Regions from separate parts of the Mus musculus genome. Here regions 1, 2, 4 and 5 are each linked to region 3. A link is a contact called in public ChIA-PET, Hi-C and promoter capture Hi-C data. All regions are on one chromosome and are shown on one strand. The core of a region is the stretch at or near the end of the contact, and the rest is flanking DNA. Distances in the headings are between cores, read along the strand shown. Region 1 overlaps Tmem217 (transmembrane protein 217). Region 2 holds the start of Rab44 (RAB44, member RAS oncogene family). Region 3 holds the start of Mtch1 (mitochondrial carrier 1). Region 4 overlaps Cpne5 (copine V). Region 5 overlaps Tbc1d22b (TBC1 domain family, member 22B).

Region 1 (2,700 bases), core at 55-2,554, 180 kb before region 3:
GTAAGGTAGATCATTCAAGGCAGTTTTATCCTTTCAGCCTGGCTACAAAATAACATGAGGTGAATACAGCAGGACAGTCATTTAACCCTCTCCTGTGGGAGTTTAAAACACAATGGGGGTCTGCTCTGTGAAACCCTCAGGGGTCTCCATCTCTTTTCTCTGTTGTTCTGTCTGTAGAAGCAGGGGTCTGTGATAGTGCAAGTGTCCCTAGCTGGGCCCCTCCCGTAAATACCTCTGAGCCATCTGGATGACAAAGAGGAACGACAGGAGTCTGATATTTAATACAGATGGCCACCTTGGTTTCTTCTCTTCTCAGCCCTTTCTTACAAATTGACAGCATCAAGCCAGACACAGTGGTTCCAAGCCTGTGACCCCGACACTGGAGGTAGAGGCAGAAGGATCAGGATTTCAAAGTCATAATGGATTCATGGCAATCCCAGGCTACACGAGGCATCAAAAGCCAAACAAGATGGCTGAAAGTCCAAGTTCCATTTTCCTAGGACCCTCATGAAGGTGGAAGAAGAAAGCCTACTCCCAAAAGTTGTCATCCAACCTCCACAAACACACTGTGGCATGCTCACATCCACAACCATAACTCTTGCATGCACACAAAATGAATAAAATGTCATTTAAAAAACGTTGGTAGCAACCAGGCTACCAACTTCCAAGCTGGGCAGTGGTGCACTCCTTTAATCTGAGCAGAGGCAGGCAGAACTCTGAGTTCAAGGCCAGAGTGAGTTCTAGGACAGTAAAGGCTACACAGAGAAACCCTATCTCAAAATACTCCCTTCCTCTGGTCCAAAAATAAACACACTAAATAGATAAATAAATAAATAAATAAATAAATAAATAAAAACCCTTTGGTAGCATAGCCATTAGCTGCAAGTGATACTTGGAAATCTAAACTTTATTCTGGCCAACTGTGTGGCTGTCTGTGGAAGGCGCAATTGCTACACTAAGGAAGGGAAGGTCCTGTCCCACATCAGAGACCTCCACATTCAAGGAAAACGGGTCCTGAGCAGAACAAACTCCATATTCTTCATCAAGAGGGCTCCTTGCTAGTGGAATAAGGCAGCTGAGTTCTAGTCCTGGCATAAATATTTGTCTATGGCAGCTATGGTGATACCGTGGCTAGGGGTGCCCATGTACCCCAGTTCTGAGCATTGAACAGTGAGAATTCACTGAAAGTTCTCAGAGATGTGTTTGACATCCTGTGGAAGAAAGGAGCGCAGAGGAGAGCTTCCGGGGCACTCCTGATTGGCCTGCTAGTGAGAGGCAAGTTGGCAGTCAGCCAGTGACCACAGAAAGGAAGCTACCGTGGGACCCTGACACCGCGTAGGAGACCTGAAAGACCCAGAGGAAAGAGCCAAGTAGAGAAAAGGCACTGGAGAAAGAAAAGATTATAGACATAGCAAGGGATGTGTAGAGCTACCCTGGGGTGATGAGCGGAGGCTGCCATCGGCCAGGACTGTGTGCGCAGCCCTGTGGTTTATTGTCTGCATTCGCCCATCCCCAGTGGGGACTGGTTTCCCTGCTTGTCAGCTGACTCACTGTCAAGCATGGCAGGCTGGTTTTCTTTCTGTGTTGGAGAGGATTGGGTTTTTGTTTTGGGAAATCTGATCTCTTGAGCAAGAGTTTGGCCTGGAAGAATACAGGAAGAAGGGAAGACCCTAGCTTCCCTACAGTATCTGGGATTTCTCTCCTGTTGGGAAAACTGGGGAGGTAGCAGGTTGTGCCCCCTAGAGAGTGCCCCCCCACACACACACACACCCTGCTGGGTTGGATGCTGGCTACTTGGCTGAGAAGAAAGCTCAAAGCCTCATCACCCTGGGGTGATGAGCGGAGGCTGCCATCGGCCAGGACTGTGTGCGCAGCCCTGTGGTTAGCCTTTAGTAAGCCTATAAGAAGCAAGACCGCAGGGCTGGAGAGATGGCTCAGTGGTAAGAGCATTTGCTGCTCACAACTGCCTGTGTAATTCCAGTTCCTCGGGCTCCAACTGGCGCCCTCTTCGGGCTACTATGGGCACTGCAGGCACCTGGCGGTCCTACATGCAGAAAGGCACTCAACCACATAAAATTTAAAAGAAAAAAAAAGACACAGCCATTCTCTGCTGCTACCAAACAGTTACCCTCGAGGAAAGCCTGCAGCCATGGCACAAGGAGACTCAGGCAGCCCTTAAAACAGGCCAGAAGAAGAGAGCTGAGGTTTCTGGCCAGGAGCTACCAACAGCCAGGTGAGTGAAAGGACCCTCCTCGGAGGACAGCCTTCAGCTGGCAGCCGCTCCAGACCTTTACTTTAGGAGGGGCCCTGAGGCAAAACAGGCAGCTAAGACACCCCTCGCCTTCTGTCTCAGAAACCCAAGACATCTAGGAGTGGGACCAGCATGGATATCCATCAGCTGATGGAAGGATTGATGGATGGAGGAGATGCGGAAGGTACAGACTGTGGAAATCATTCAGCTGTGAAATAATATGAAATAGTGACATTTGCAGAGAAATGGATGAAGCTGGAAATCCTCGAATGAAGTAAATGAAGTAGAAGTAGAATAAACCAGGCTCAAAAGGACAAATAGGACCTGCGTTCTCTCACATGTGGGTCCTAGATTTTAATTCCTCTATGTGTGTGTATGTGTGTGTGTGTGTGTGTGTGTGAGAGAGAGAGAGAGAGAGAGAGAGAGGAGAGAGGAGAGAGAGAGCGCGC
Region 2 (2,700 bases), core at 185-2,684, 230 kb after region 3:
CCATCCATCACTGACCCTGACACCCCTATTCCATAATAGCATGTCCTAAATTGGTCACAGGCAGGAATGGTCACTGACAGACAGTGGGGACCTTCTTTGGTGAGTCCATGAAAGCCTCTCTCTCTCTCTCTCTCTCTCTCTCTCTCTCACACACACACACACACACACACACACATACACACACACACACACACACACACACTCCACACACTCAGCTCCTAGGCAATTACCCTTACCCTTCACTTGGTGACTCCAAAAGACCCTTCTGTAGTCAGCTGCAGGGTACCCTCCGGCCTCATGCCCGTGTTTCTGATGGATTCTCCTATACACCCTGCACAATGAAAGGCCCCTCACAACCAGTCAAACAATCAAGCCCCAGGTGTCTCCTACACCTCTCCCCTCACCTGGAGCAAACTTGGAAGCCAATGAGCCCTGCTGCTAGCCACCAAGAGATGGCTGGCCACGATGGCACAGACATGGATTTTAGCTCATAGAACAGGGCCCCGAGGCCTCCCATCAAGAATTGGAGAGGAGGGGGGCTGGGCTAAAGAAAAATAAACAAAATGTAAGAATGAAAGAACGGAGGACATAGTAGGACCACAACACAGTAGGACCACAACCTGACATCTGCCAGAGACTACAGGATCTCCCATCCCTACCATCTTGTCACAGAGAGGTGAGAAACTGGGTTAGCCCAGTGTGAAACTTACCTTGGGAAAAGCCAACCACAGCCAATGGTCTCCCACTGCCAACACCCGAGAGCCACCTAGTCCCAATAGCCTGTCCCACCCCACCCCACCCCACCCCAGCTTCACTCACTAACGGATAGAGAAACAGAGTCTCTAAGAAGCCAAGAAGACCTGCCCCATCTCACAAGTCCACAATCTACTCCTCACTCACAGGAGTAATACATACAGCTCGGGCCTCTGTCAGACAGTACAGGAGTACGGAAGTTCAATTTGCACTCCTGAGACTCAGAAGCTAGACAGGAGTTGGGCTTTGAAGTATGACCCCAGCACCCTGAAGATGGAGGCAGGAAGATCAAGAGTTCAAGGTCATCTTCCGCTGTGTAGTGAGTTTAGGACCAACCTGAGCTACACAAGACCCCATCTCAAAAAAAAAAAAAAAAAAAAAAAAAGTCGGTTGGCAGTATATACCTTTAATCCCAGAATTTAGGAGGCAGAGTCAGGTGGATCTCTGTGAGTTCAAGGCCAGCCTTGGCTACATAGAAAGACCCCCATCTCGAAGGAAGGAAGAAGGAAAAAAAGAAAGGAAGGAAGGAAAGAAAGAAGGAAAAGAAACTGCATGGGACCCGTACTGTCCCTCCCCAGCCCCTCCACACAGCAGCATTGCCTGCTGGGGTGAGTCCCAAATCCCACCTCTCAGAGGCTGCCGTTTGCTGGTGCTCCCGGACCTGTGAGGAGGTCACTGTCTGCTCAGCCCACAGAGCCCACACACTCTGCAACTGTCAACAGTCTTGTCTCTTGCCCAATCGCCCCTTTCCGTTCCCTGGCTGCCTCATCTCCTGCGTTCATCTAGGGAACTTCCCCTGGAAAGGGGCCCTGGCTGCACCTTCTGTCTTGCCTGATGCCCTGGGTCCTGGAATTGTAGCAGAAAGTTAGGGCTGGGGAGAGGTTGTGAGCAGAGGTTCTGTGTGTGTGTGTGTGTGTGTGTGTGTGTGTGTGTGTGTTTACGCGCGCGCGCGCGCATCACACTCAGCCTGTAGTAACAAGGCCAGAGTGTCCTCAGCCCAGTAGGAAGGTCAAGCAAGAGAAGCCTCTGTGGCTACAACTGGTGCAGAAAATGCCACAGGGGAACAATACCCCTGTGATGGTTTGTATATGCTTGGCACTTTTAGAAGGTGTGAACTTGTTGGAATGGGTGTGGCCTTGTTAGAGTGGGTGTGGTCTTGTTGGAGTAGGTGTGTCACTGTGGGTATGGGCTTTAAGACCCTCATCCTAGCTGCCTGGAAACTAGTCTACTGCTAGCAGCTTTCAGATGAAGATGTAGAACTCTCACCTCCTCCTGCACCATGCCTGCCTGGATGCTGCCCTGTTCCTGTCTTGATAATAATGGGATGAACCTCTGAACCTGTAAACCAACCCCAATTAAATGTCCTTATAAGACTAGCCCTGGGGCTGGCAAGATGGCACAGTGGGTAAGAGCAACAACTGCTCTTCCGAAGGTCCTGAGTTCAAATCTCAGCAACTATCCATAATGGCTCACAACCATCCGTAATGAGATCTGATCTTGGTGTGTCTGAAGACAGCTACGGTGTACTTATTTTTTTTTAAGATTTATTTATTTATTATATGTAAGTACACTGTAGCTGTCTTCAGACACACCAGAAGAGGGAATCAGATCTTGTTACAGATGGTTGTGAGCCACCATGTGGTTGCTGGGATTTGAACTAAGGACCTTTGGAAGAGCAGTCGGGTGCTCTTACCTGCTGAGCCATCTCACCAGCCCCGTACTTATTTATAATAATAAATAAATCTTTGGGCTGGAGCAAGCAGGGACCGAGCAAGTAGGGCCGACCGGGGTAAGCAGAGATCCTAAATTTAATTCCCAACAACCACATAAAGGCTCACAACCATATGTACAACTACAATGTACTCACATACATTAAATAAATAAATAGGAAAAAAAAAGACTTGCCTTGGTCATGGTGTCTGTTCACAGCAGTAAAACCCTAACTAA
Region 3 (2,700 bases), core at 165-2,664:
CACTCAGTGTATATTGTCAAGGGACAGAGGAATGAGAAGTCCTGGCAATCCCAGGGGCTTCAGTTTAGCTGGGTTCCCAGTGTTTGATGTGGCCTGTTTGAATTACCATCCATCTGTCTGTCCATCTGCTCACCCACCTGTACCCAGTCCTGCAAGCCCTCAGCAGCTCTGCCCTTCCTGAGCCGTTCTCCAGATGGACTGGTTAATATCTAACCTCAGAAGTGGCTTTCTCTGCCTCTGCCTCCAGTAAGGACTCTTTCAAATTGTTGAGATTTGTGGCCTTTGTAACCCTTTGAAGTCATTCTGTCACACACACACACACACACACACACACACTTATAATCACAGTGTGATCTGTATCTTGAGATAATATTAGTAACTAAGATGTGAATGAAAGAATTGTGATTGCTAACAGCCAGCTATCAATTGCAGCCAAGGAAATTGATGTAGCATGGTGCACAGCTCAGTCTGGCCTTGAACTCCTATCCTGATGCCTCTGCCTCCTGAGTATCGGGCTTACTTTACAGGTGTGTGCCACTGCACTGGATTGTTACTTTGTTTGCTTCATTCATTCCCTTAGGAATGGTTTCCCTGAAGATATACTTTCTATGCATTCCTATATTTGCGGTGATAGAAGATAGATATTAATGCCAGACAATACAATATGATACAACACAGTACAGTACACGGTAGTACGGTACAGGGAGCCACATTCGGAATGGGCCATACAAAAACACGGTCCAATGGGGGACAGTCAAATACAGATCGGAAAAACAAGGCACTGGGGACAATACGGAGGAAAAGCCCACAGATGGAAAGTATTTGCGTGGGCAAGTGTCAGGAACGTGAGGTAAAACCTACACCACGGGCAATCAGGGAGGGTGCAAATATCTGACCATTCCAAAGACCTTCCTTGCAAACTAGCAAGAGGACAAGGTCCCTTGCTAGGGACCAAAGGGTCCCTGCTGACTCTGAGGTCCATTACCAGAAGACTCTATTATTGGGCAGTTCAAGACCAGCTGAGAGCTGCTGTGCTTGTTCAGAGGTGGAAACAAATCACCGGCTGGAGTAAGCACCTTCCTGGAAGGTGGCCCTAAGAATTGCTCTCAAGGCATGCGTAGCACTATGCTCCAGGCACTAGACTAGAGCTCTCCCAGGCCTAGTTATTTAGTAACTAAACGCAGCCAGCACCGGGCCTTCATAAGTGCACAGGCAAAGAGTGCTCCCAGCCCTCAGCAGCTGTGAGTTACTCAACTATTGAGGGGTTTCTACACAGGTCCCGGGATCGTGCTGAAGGAGTGCAGAAGCAGGGCACACAGACTGAGACTCGTAGGCACGATTGCGGTGACTGGCCTGGTCCGCAAAGGGGCGGGCACAGAGCTGCAAAGAACCCGCCCCGGGCCGGAGGAGGCGGGCCCGGGAGCACCAAGGAACAACACTCGCCCGCCCGCCATGCCCCCTCGCCCCGCGGCGTGAGTGGTGCTGCCAGGACCCTCCCCTTGACGTTCGGGGCGTGGCCAGCACCACGTGACGGGGAGTGACCTCCACGCCTGGCGCCATGGGGGCTTCGGACCCGGAAGTGGCGCCTTGGGCTCCCGGCGGCGCCGCGGGGATGGCGGGAGCCGGAGCTGGTGCAGGAGCTCGGGGCGGCGCGCCGGCCGGAGTCGAGGCCCGCGCTCGGGACCCGCCACCCGCGCACCGCGCGCACCCTCGCCATCCTCGGCCCGCGGCTCAGCCGTCGGCGCGCAGGATGGACGGCGGCCCGGGCGCCCCGGGCTCCGGGGACAACGCCCCGACCACCGAGGCGCTGTTCGTGGCGCTGGGCGCGGGCGTGACGGCTCTCAGTCACCCGCTGCTCTACGTGAAGCTGCTGATCCAGGTGGGGCGGGGGGCGCGGCGGGAGGATGTGGATGGGATGTGCGGTGTGGGGGTGCAGGGAGGGGGCTGAGGGATCTGAGTGATTGACGTGGGAAAGGAAGCGATTTGGAGGTGCTGGGAGGGAGCGAAGGGACGTGAGTGACAGACGTGGGGTAGGAAGGGATTTGGGGGTGCAGGGAAAGGCGATGAGATGTGGGAGATAAGTAGTCGAAGGCAGTGAGCTTGAAATTCCGAAGGGTAATGGATTTGGGGTGCGGAAAGAAGCCACAGGATTGGGGGAGGGCCGAGAAGTTTTGGTGAATGGGTAGATGAGGGCTGGCTGGGTACAAAAGCGACGTGTTTAGAAGGTGAGTACATTTGGGGCAGAGGACAGCGGGGCTCTGGATTTATAGAGATGGATGAAAGCTTTGAGGGACAAAGGAGTGGGCAGCAGGGCCAAAAATTTCAGAGGGAAAGAATGCAGCAGGGAAGAGCTATCGGTTTACTTGAGAAGGAGCCTGTAGATTTGATGGCGACGACAGATTTGGTGGGAGGAGGGGCCTCCGCATTGGTGGAGGGGGGGAGTGGAGCGGTGTCTGGAAAGGGGAGCCAGGAGGCGGCTTTTAGGGGGAAGGGGAGAATGGGATGACGCATTTAGTGGAGGAAGGAAGGAATTGAAGTAATTGTGTCTGCGTGGGTTGGGAATGGGCAGAAAATGGGGATAGGCACAATAGGTAAGGGTTGTCAAAGCTGGAGCAAAGGTAGGGATGTCTGGATTCAAGGATGCTTGGGCACCTAAACGCTTTTTTGCTTGTTGGCAGCAATTCACTCCAATAGAGGATG
Region 4 (2,700 bases), core at 102-2,601, 190 kb after region 3:
GCCAGAGGCTCCAGGCTACACCTTTGTGTGCTCACACCACCCCCACTCCCACAGGAACGCCGCAGCTGTGCAGGATGGCTCCCAGTATTCTGTGCTGCTCATCATCACTGATGGTGTCATCTCGGACATGGCACAGACCAAGGAGGCAATTGTAAATGTGAGTGGAGGATGGCGCGCTCTCTCTCTCTCTCTCTCTCTCACATACACACACACACACACACACACACACACACACACACACACACACATGGTTTGAGGGGACTAAAACATCTTGTCCTACCCCTAAGAGAACCCAGGGGTGCTCCTTTTAAAGAACCACAGGGTGGCTTCTTTTCCTGCCCCCCATAATGTTACTGGCCACCCCATAAAGTCATCTGGTTACTCCACAGAGACTGACAGGACACGGAGAGAGTATTAGACAGGGGTTTGGGGAATGGAGATGCCCTGAACCTATGAGAGCTCAGACCTCAGCCACACAGATGACCATGCTCTCTGGGGAGCCCATGACCCCCTCAGCCACCCACCCTAGGCCCCAGCTTGCCTGTCATGTAGCAGAGAGTCTCAGTGAGGAAAGCTCCCTTCCCTAACCTTGACCCATGGTTTCCTCAGAAAAGGGGCCTTAGCCACAGCTGCCTTAGCCCCTCATGGTAGAGCCCTAGCACCAGAGGGAGGAGGTTGCTTTACAGAGGCAGGCAGACCCAGCCCCCCACCACCTCCCCAGCAATTTATCTTCTCTTGATCCGTGTCCTTTCCCTATCCTGTCCCTTGGGGTTCCTTGGGGTCCCCTAACCTTCATTCTCTATCCCTTTGCCCTGCCCTATTTTGTTTGACCCACCCTCCAGTCCCTACCTGTCTGACACAGCTTTTTGCCCCTCCCCTGTTTTTCCCAGGCTGCCAAACTCCCTATGTCGATCATCATTGTTGGCGTGGGCCAGGCCGAGTTCGATGGTGAGTCCAGAGTCCCTTTCCCAGCTGCCTTCTCTTACAGAACCCCATGGCATCCCGTCCCCACCCGCTGGAGCTCATGCCCAGGCATGCATGCAGTCTGGGTAGACTTGTGTGCCTTGAGAGGGTGTGTCAGTACCCATGCAGGTCTCAGCCTCATCCCGAGGTCAGGCTCCTCAACCCAGACAAGGAGCAGGGCCCTAGGTCTCCACCCATTTCTAGTGTTGGGGCAAGGGCCCTGGGCTGGCCTGGGATTGGAGGGATTGATCACACGCACACATCCCTTGTCTCTACAGCCATGGTGGAGCTGGACGGTGATGACGTGCGGATCTCCTCCAGGGGGAAGCTGGCTGAGCGAGACATTGTCCAGGTGAAACAGGCCCCGCCCTTCCGCAGTGCCAGAGCGCCTTTACAGGCATCTCAAGGACAGACACTGGAATCCCTTCCTGGGCCAGTCTTCTCAGGAAGCCCCACCCCTCCCTGCCCTCTAGGAAGTCCCTTCTAACCTGAATGATGCTCCCACGGAATCCAGAGCCCTGCACAGGGAGTCTGTGCCACATGGCCTTCCAGTGGCATGGAGAGCCCTCATAGATGGAGGTGGCACCCTGGATCCTAGGAGGAGGGAGACAGGAAGGAGCCAGAGGTTGGCAGCATTGAGAGGAAGCTGGGTTAGATGTGGGTTTAGACAAGTGTTGGGGTCCTAGGAGACTGAGAGGGTCCCCCTGGAGAGGGGTGGGAAAGGAAAAGGGAGCAAGGAGGCAGGATCTGGTTAGCCTTTCCCAGCATCCCTTGGGAGCAAGGGGGCATGATCCGGTTAGCCTTTCCCAGCATCCCTTGGGAGCAAGGAGGCAGGATCCGGTTAGCCTTTCCCAGCATCCTTTGAGCCTCTGTTCTCCTTGCTAGTCTCCGATGAAGGGCTTGGGTCAGTGTTAGGCCTCCTGTGGAATACAGATGAAGGACTCAGCACAGAGGCATGGCCCATCCCCGGGGAAACTCGCAAAGTGGGGGGGGTTGGATAGAGTGGGTTCTCTGGGAGGGGACCCACGTGCCCCATCTTGACCCCATCTTCCTTGCCTCTCAGTTTGTGCCCTTCAGGGACTATGTGGACCGCACCGGCAACCACGTACTGAGCATGGCCCGCCTGGCCCGGGATGTTCTGGCTGAGATTCCGGACCAACTGGTGTCCTACATGAAGGCACAGGGCATCCGCCCACGCCCGCCACCTGCTGCACCCGCTCAGTCACCCCCACAGTCCCCAGCCCACTCACCTCCTGGATCCCCCGTGCACACGCATATCTGAAGCTGAGAGGACCAAGGGCCTGGAGGGTAGACTGACACCCTATTCTCCTCCTGGTCGGTTTCCCAGACTCTGCTTGGAGGGCCAGCGGGAAATGGGGTGTCAGGGCCTCACCCCACTTCACACCCAAATCCAGGGGACTGTGGTATAGAAGACAAGGGGTACACAGATTCTGGGGCTGAGGGGACCCCCCTAGTCCATGCCGGACAACTCCAAGACTTTCTTATTCTTGCAACCCAGCTGGGCCTCTTCCAGCTCCTGTCTCCTCCTACCCTAGTGTCTAGTGTCCCCAGTCCCATGAGATCCCCTGTCCTGTTTCCAGGGAACCCCAGACTGGTAGACTACCAGGGATGCATGTGACCCTCTTAGGGACTCCATATGTGAGCAGATAGAGCCCCTTTCCTGATCCTCAAAGGCTCAGTGGTATGCTAGAATGTTCTAGAATGGTCACTGGAGCT
Region 5 (2,700 bases), core at 120-2,619, 240 kb before region 3:
GAGTCAAGGAGGAACTGGAGGTGACCCTTCCTCTCAGAACAGGCCCCGTGAGAGGGAGCATCGGCCACATGGGCAGGGTGGGGTGGGGTGGGAAGTTGGGTGGGGTGATGGGAGTCGGGGTGGGGAGAGCAGCATCCACGGCACTGAGGATGTGAAGCCAGCACCCCGATTCTCCTTCCTCAGGACTCTGCTCAGAAACACTCCCCCCCACACACACACACTGCTCTATTCAAAACCCACTTCCTGCCCGGCATGGTGGTTGCATGCCTTTAGCCTCAGCATTTGGCTGAGGGTCCAGGGAAGTGGTCCTTTGAGTTCTGGGCCAGCCTTGTCTACACAGTGAGTTCCAGGATGGCCAAAGTATACAATGAGACCTTGTTTCAAAAAGATTTAACAAACAACAACAACAAAGCCCTGCTTCTTGCACCAGTGAGATGGCGGCGGATCAACAGGACTAGGTGCTGGATGCCAAACCTGAGGACCCGATCTCTGGCACACGGAGGGAGACATCCGACGATCAGGAGCTGTCCTCTGCTTGTTACACATGCACAAGCCCTGCCATCCACAGAGCAGGGCACAGCCAGGCCAGGCCAGGCTTTCTCCCTTGCTCTCAGAGCAGAGCTTGCTGTGCTTTGGAGGGCAAAGCTCAGGGCTGGAGCCCAGGGTGGCACTGCCTTTACTCGAGGGAGTGCATGCGTCTCCACGGAAAGAGCTACTGCCATCAAGCTGGGCACCTCCTGAGGGCCACAGCATCCCTTTCTACCTTGGCACCAGCAGACCCTGTAGCAAGGCAGACCTTGCCTGCACGGAGCTCTTCACCATTGTCTTCACAGAGACAATGGTGTCCCACTGTCTGGACTCAGGAGACATCAGGAACAAAATAACTTTACTTACAAAGCACCCAGCCATCTGGCCTCAGAATGTACCCGGCTGTGAGTATTCTGTCATCACAACGCAAAACAGACTATGCCAACACTTTGCAAAAACTAATATGTACTTTCCCACCCCTTTCAATTTAGCATCTGTTCCTCCCAACCATATACATAAATACATATGGGTTTTTTATTCACCCTAGGCCAGTTTTATTAGCATCTAAGAAAAAACAAGAGAGGCAGACAAGTCCAGGGAGCTTCCAGGAAAAAGGAGATGAAAAGGAAGAGAATGAGAGCTATTCTGTTTGTGGTGTAGTCTGACAAGCAGCCACATGGCAAACGGAGGGGTTTCAGGGAAGGACTGGAGAAGGCCACCCACCAGGCTTTCAAAAGCTGTGAGGGAGGCTTTTCTGAAGGTATAATGTCCACAGCAAACTGCACTGACACACACAGTTCTGATATGCTATGCGTGCCCACATCTGTGGTTAACAGTACAGCTGGGGTGGTGAGAAAGTGGAGGGGGCACTTCCTCCTCACCCACTCCCAGGTCAGGAGAGCGCCCTCATCTATTCCCAGGCAGCCAACACAAAGCACCTGGGCCCTGACCTCCAGGGCTGCAGAGAGACTTTGCTTACTTTGGGCTCAGTGTGAATGTAATCTTACGACCCCCGCTTACCCTGTAGCTGGCACATGGTTGCCTACACCGGTACGTGCTCCTCTTACGGCAGCATGAACAGCCGTAAGGCTAGTGCAGTTGCTTCCAGCTTTGACCTGTGGATACTCTTGTTCTGTCTTGTTGTTGTCTTATTTTGCCTGCCTCCCCAGTCCCTCAACTTGACTTCAGAGATGACCTGACACTGGGCACAACAGCAGAAGTGGGGTGCACTGCTCCCCAGTGGCCATGCCCGGCACAGTCCCACGAACTTCCAAGCATCCTGTGCCCAAACCATGGGATAGGAGGTCTCATTCTTCTACAAAGGAGGGGAGAACCTTCAGATTGTCTCTGGCCTCCAAACAGGAGAGTCTGCTGGAGGACAGAGAGGGAAACACTGGCAAGTGACACTGGAGAAGGTAATTCAGCTAAGGGACAGCTAAGTCCCAGGAGGACTCTATGGGACAGTATGCCTGGGGCTTAGGGAGGGTTTCTCTCTCAGGGGATGAGAGATAGGGGCACAGCGAGGCTTTAGGTTTAAAACGTTATCCCAGGAGCCCCGAGATAGAAGGGTATCTGTCACCATAACAATCTGAATTTGATTCTTGGAATCCACGTGGTGCAAAGAGATAATGAACTCTTGCAAGCTGTCCCCTGCCTCATACACACATACACATATATATACAAACGAACAGATGCATGCATAGACACAGATGCATACACACATACATATACCCAATACAAGCATACATACATACATACATTCATGTGTGTAAATACATGCACACACAAATAAATATTAAATGGTTTATTTTAATTATTGAGTTATTACTTATTTTAATAAAATATAATTACAAATTATATAAATTTTAATGTTTTATTTAAAAATGCTAAAAATTACAGCTGCTGAGATGAGGGGCTCAGAGATGGTCTTCCAGAGGCCCAGAGTTCAAATCCCAGCAACCACATGGTGGCTCACAACCATCTGTTATGGGATCGGTTGCCTTTTTCTGGTGTGGCTGAAGACAGCTAGGATATATATATATATATATATATATAAAATACATAAATCTCTTTTTTGGTTTTTTTCAAGACAGGGTTTCTCTGTGTAGTCCTGGCTGTCCTGGAACTCACTCTGTAGACCAGGCTGGCCTCAAACTCAGAAATCTGCCTGCC

Evidence for each region. Hi-C and Micro-C count contacts between places; a contact is called where the count stands out from the background. ChIA-PET counts read pairs in DNA pulled down with a chosen protein or histone mark. Capture Hi-C pulls out chosen DNA fragments and counts their contacts.
Region 1: an RNA polymerase II ChIA-PET map of effector CD8 T cells shows a contact between it and region 3, with 51 read pairs. The contact joins the enhancer-like site here to the promoter of Mtch1 in region 3. A contact is called at or near these places in 8 of 39 promoter capture datasets (the C10 cell line, embryonic stem cells, erythroid cells and 2 more), 1 of 484 Hi-C or Micro-C datasets (bone marrow-derived macrophages), 24 of 115 datasets of contacts at active chromatin or transcription factors (the 230-238 cell line, the SCID.adh cell line, SST interneurons and 16 more) and 4 of 9 other capture datasets (adipose tissue, liver, macrophages and 1 more).
Region 2: a promoter capture Hi-C map of adipose tissue shows a contact between it and region 3. The contact joins the promoter of Rab44 here to the promoter of Mtch1 in region 3. A contact is called at or near these places in 1 of 39 promoter capture datasets (pre-B cells), 1 of 484 Hi-C or Micro-C datasets (double positive thymocytes), 2 of 115 datasets of contacts at active chromatin or transcription factors (extraembryonic endoderm stem cells and large pre-B cells) and 3 of 9 other capture datasets (adipose tissue, liver and pancreatic islet).
Region 4: a contact with region 3 is called in a Hi-C map of embryonic stem cells, with 4 times the contacts expected there. The contact joins the enhancer-like site here to the promoter of Mtch1 in region 3. A contact is called at or near these places in 1 of 484 Hi-C or Micro-C datasets (embryonic stem cells), 4 of 115 datasets of contacts at active chromatin or transcription factors (the HPC-7 cell line, embryonic stem cells and pancreatic cancer cells) and 3 of 9 other capture datasets (adipose tissue, liver and pancreatic islet).
Region 5: an RNA polymerase II ChIA-PET map of effector CD8 T cells shows a contact between it and region 3, with 16 read pairs. The contact joins the enhancer-like site here to the promoter of Mtch1 in region 3. A contact is called at or near these places in 3 of 39 promoter capture datasets (fetal liver, hematopoietic stem and progenitor cells and liver), 2 of 115 datasets of contacts at active chromatin or transcription factors (effector CD8 T cells and memory CD8 T cells) and 3 of 9 other capture datasets (adipose tissue, liver and pancreatic islet).

Annotation. Positions count from the first base shown.
Region 1 is chr17:29,530,750-29,533,449 of GRCm38.p6, reverse strand. The region is part of intron 2 of Tmem217 (transmembrane protein 217); the gene reads left to right. Among named protein-coding and RNA genes, the nearest start is that of Tmem217, 17 kb to the left of the region's middle. Within about 2 kb of position 1,304, at least 80 of the 459 cell types and tissues checked have an H3K27ac peak or open chromatin away from gene starts, as enhancers often do. A contact at or near this core is called in the 230-238 cell line, the SCID.adh cell line, double positive thymocytes and 3 more, where this site is marked.
Region 2 is chr17:29,112,915-29,115,614 of GRCm38.p6, reverse strand. It overlaps Rab44 (RAB44, member RAS oncogene family), which reads right to left and starts at 1,434. Exons shown (of 14, transcript NM_001364848.1): 1 at 1,380-1,434.
Region 3 is chr17:29,346,646-29,349,345 of GRCm38.p6, reverse strand. It overlaps Mtch1 (mitochondrial carrier 1), which reads left to right and starts at 1,414. Exons shown (of 12, transcript NM_019880.4): 1 at 1,414-1,879. The coding sequence starts at 1,559.
Region 4 is chr17:29,158,567-29,161,266 of GRCm38.p6, reverse strand. Cpne5 (copine V) reads left to right here. Exons shown (of 21, transcript NM_153166.2): 18 at 55-157; 19 at 891-948; 20 at 1,242-1,315; 21 at 2,027-2,700. The coding sequence ends at 2,245. Among named protein-coding and RNA genes, the nearest start is that of Rab44, 46 kb to the right of the region's middle. Within about 2 kb of position 1,351, at least 25 of the 459 cell types and tissues checked have an H3K27ac peak or open chromatin away from gene starts, as enhancers often do. A contact at or near this core is called in embryonic stem cells, where this site is marked.
Region 5 is chr17:29,583,165-29,585,864 of GRCm38.p6, reverse strand. The region is part of intron 8 of Tbc1d22b (TBC1 domain family, member 22B); the gene reads right to left. All of the region lies in intron 3 of Tbc1d22bos (TBC1 domain family, member 22B, opposite strand), which reads left to right. Among named protein-coding and RNA genes, the nearest start is that of Mir7667, 11 kb to the left of the region's middle. Within about 2 kb of position 1,369, at least 32 of the 459 cell types and tissues checked have an H3K27ac peak or open chromatin away from gene starts, as enhancers often do. A contact at or near this core is called in effector CD8 T cells and memory CD8 T cells, where this site is marked.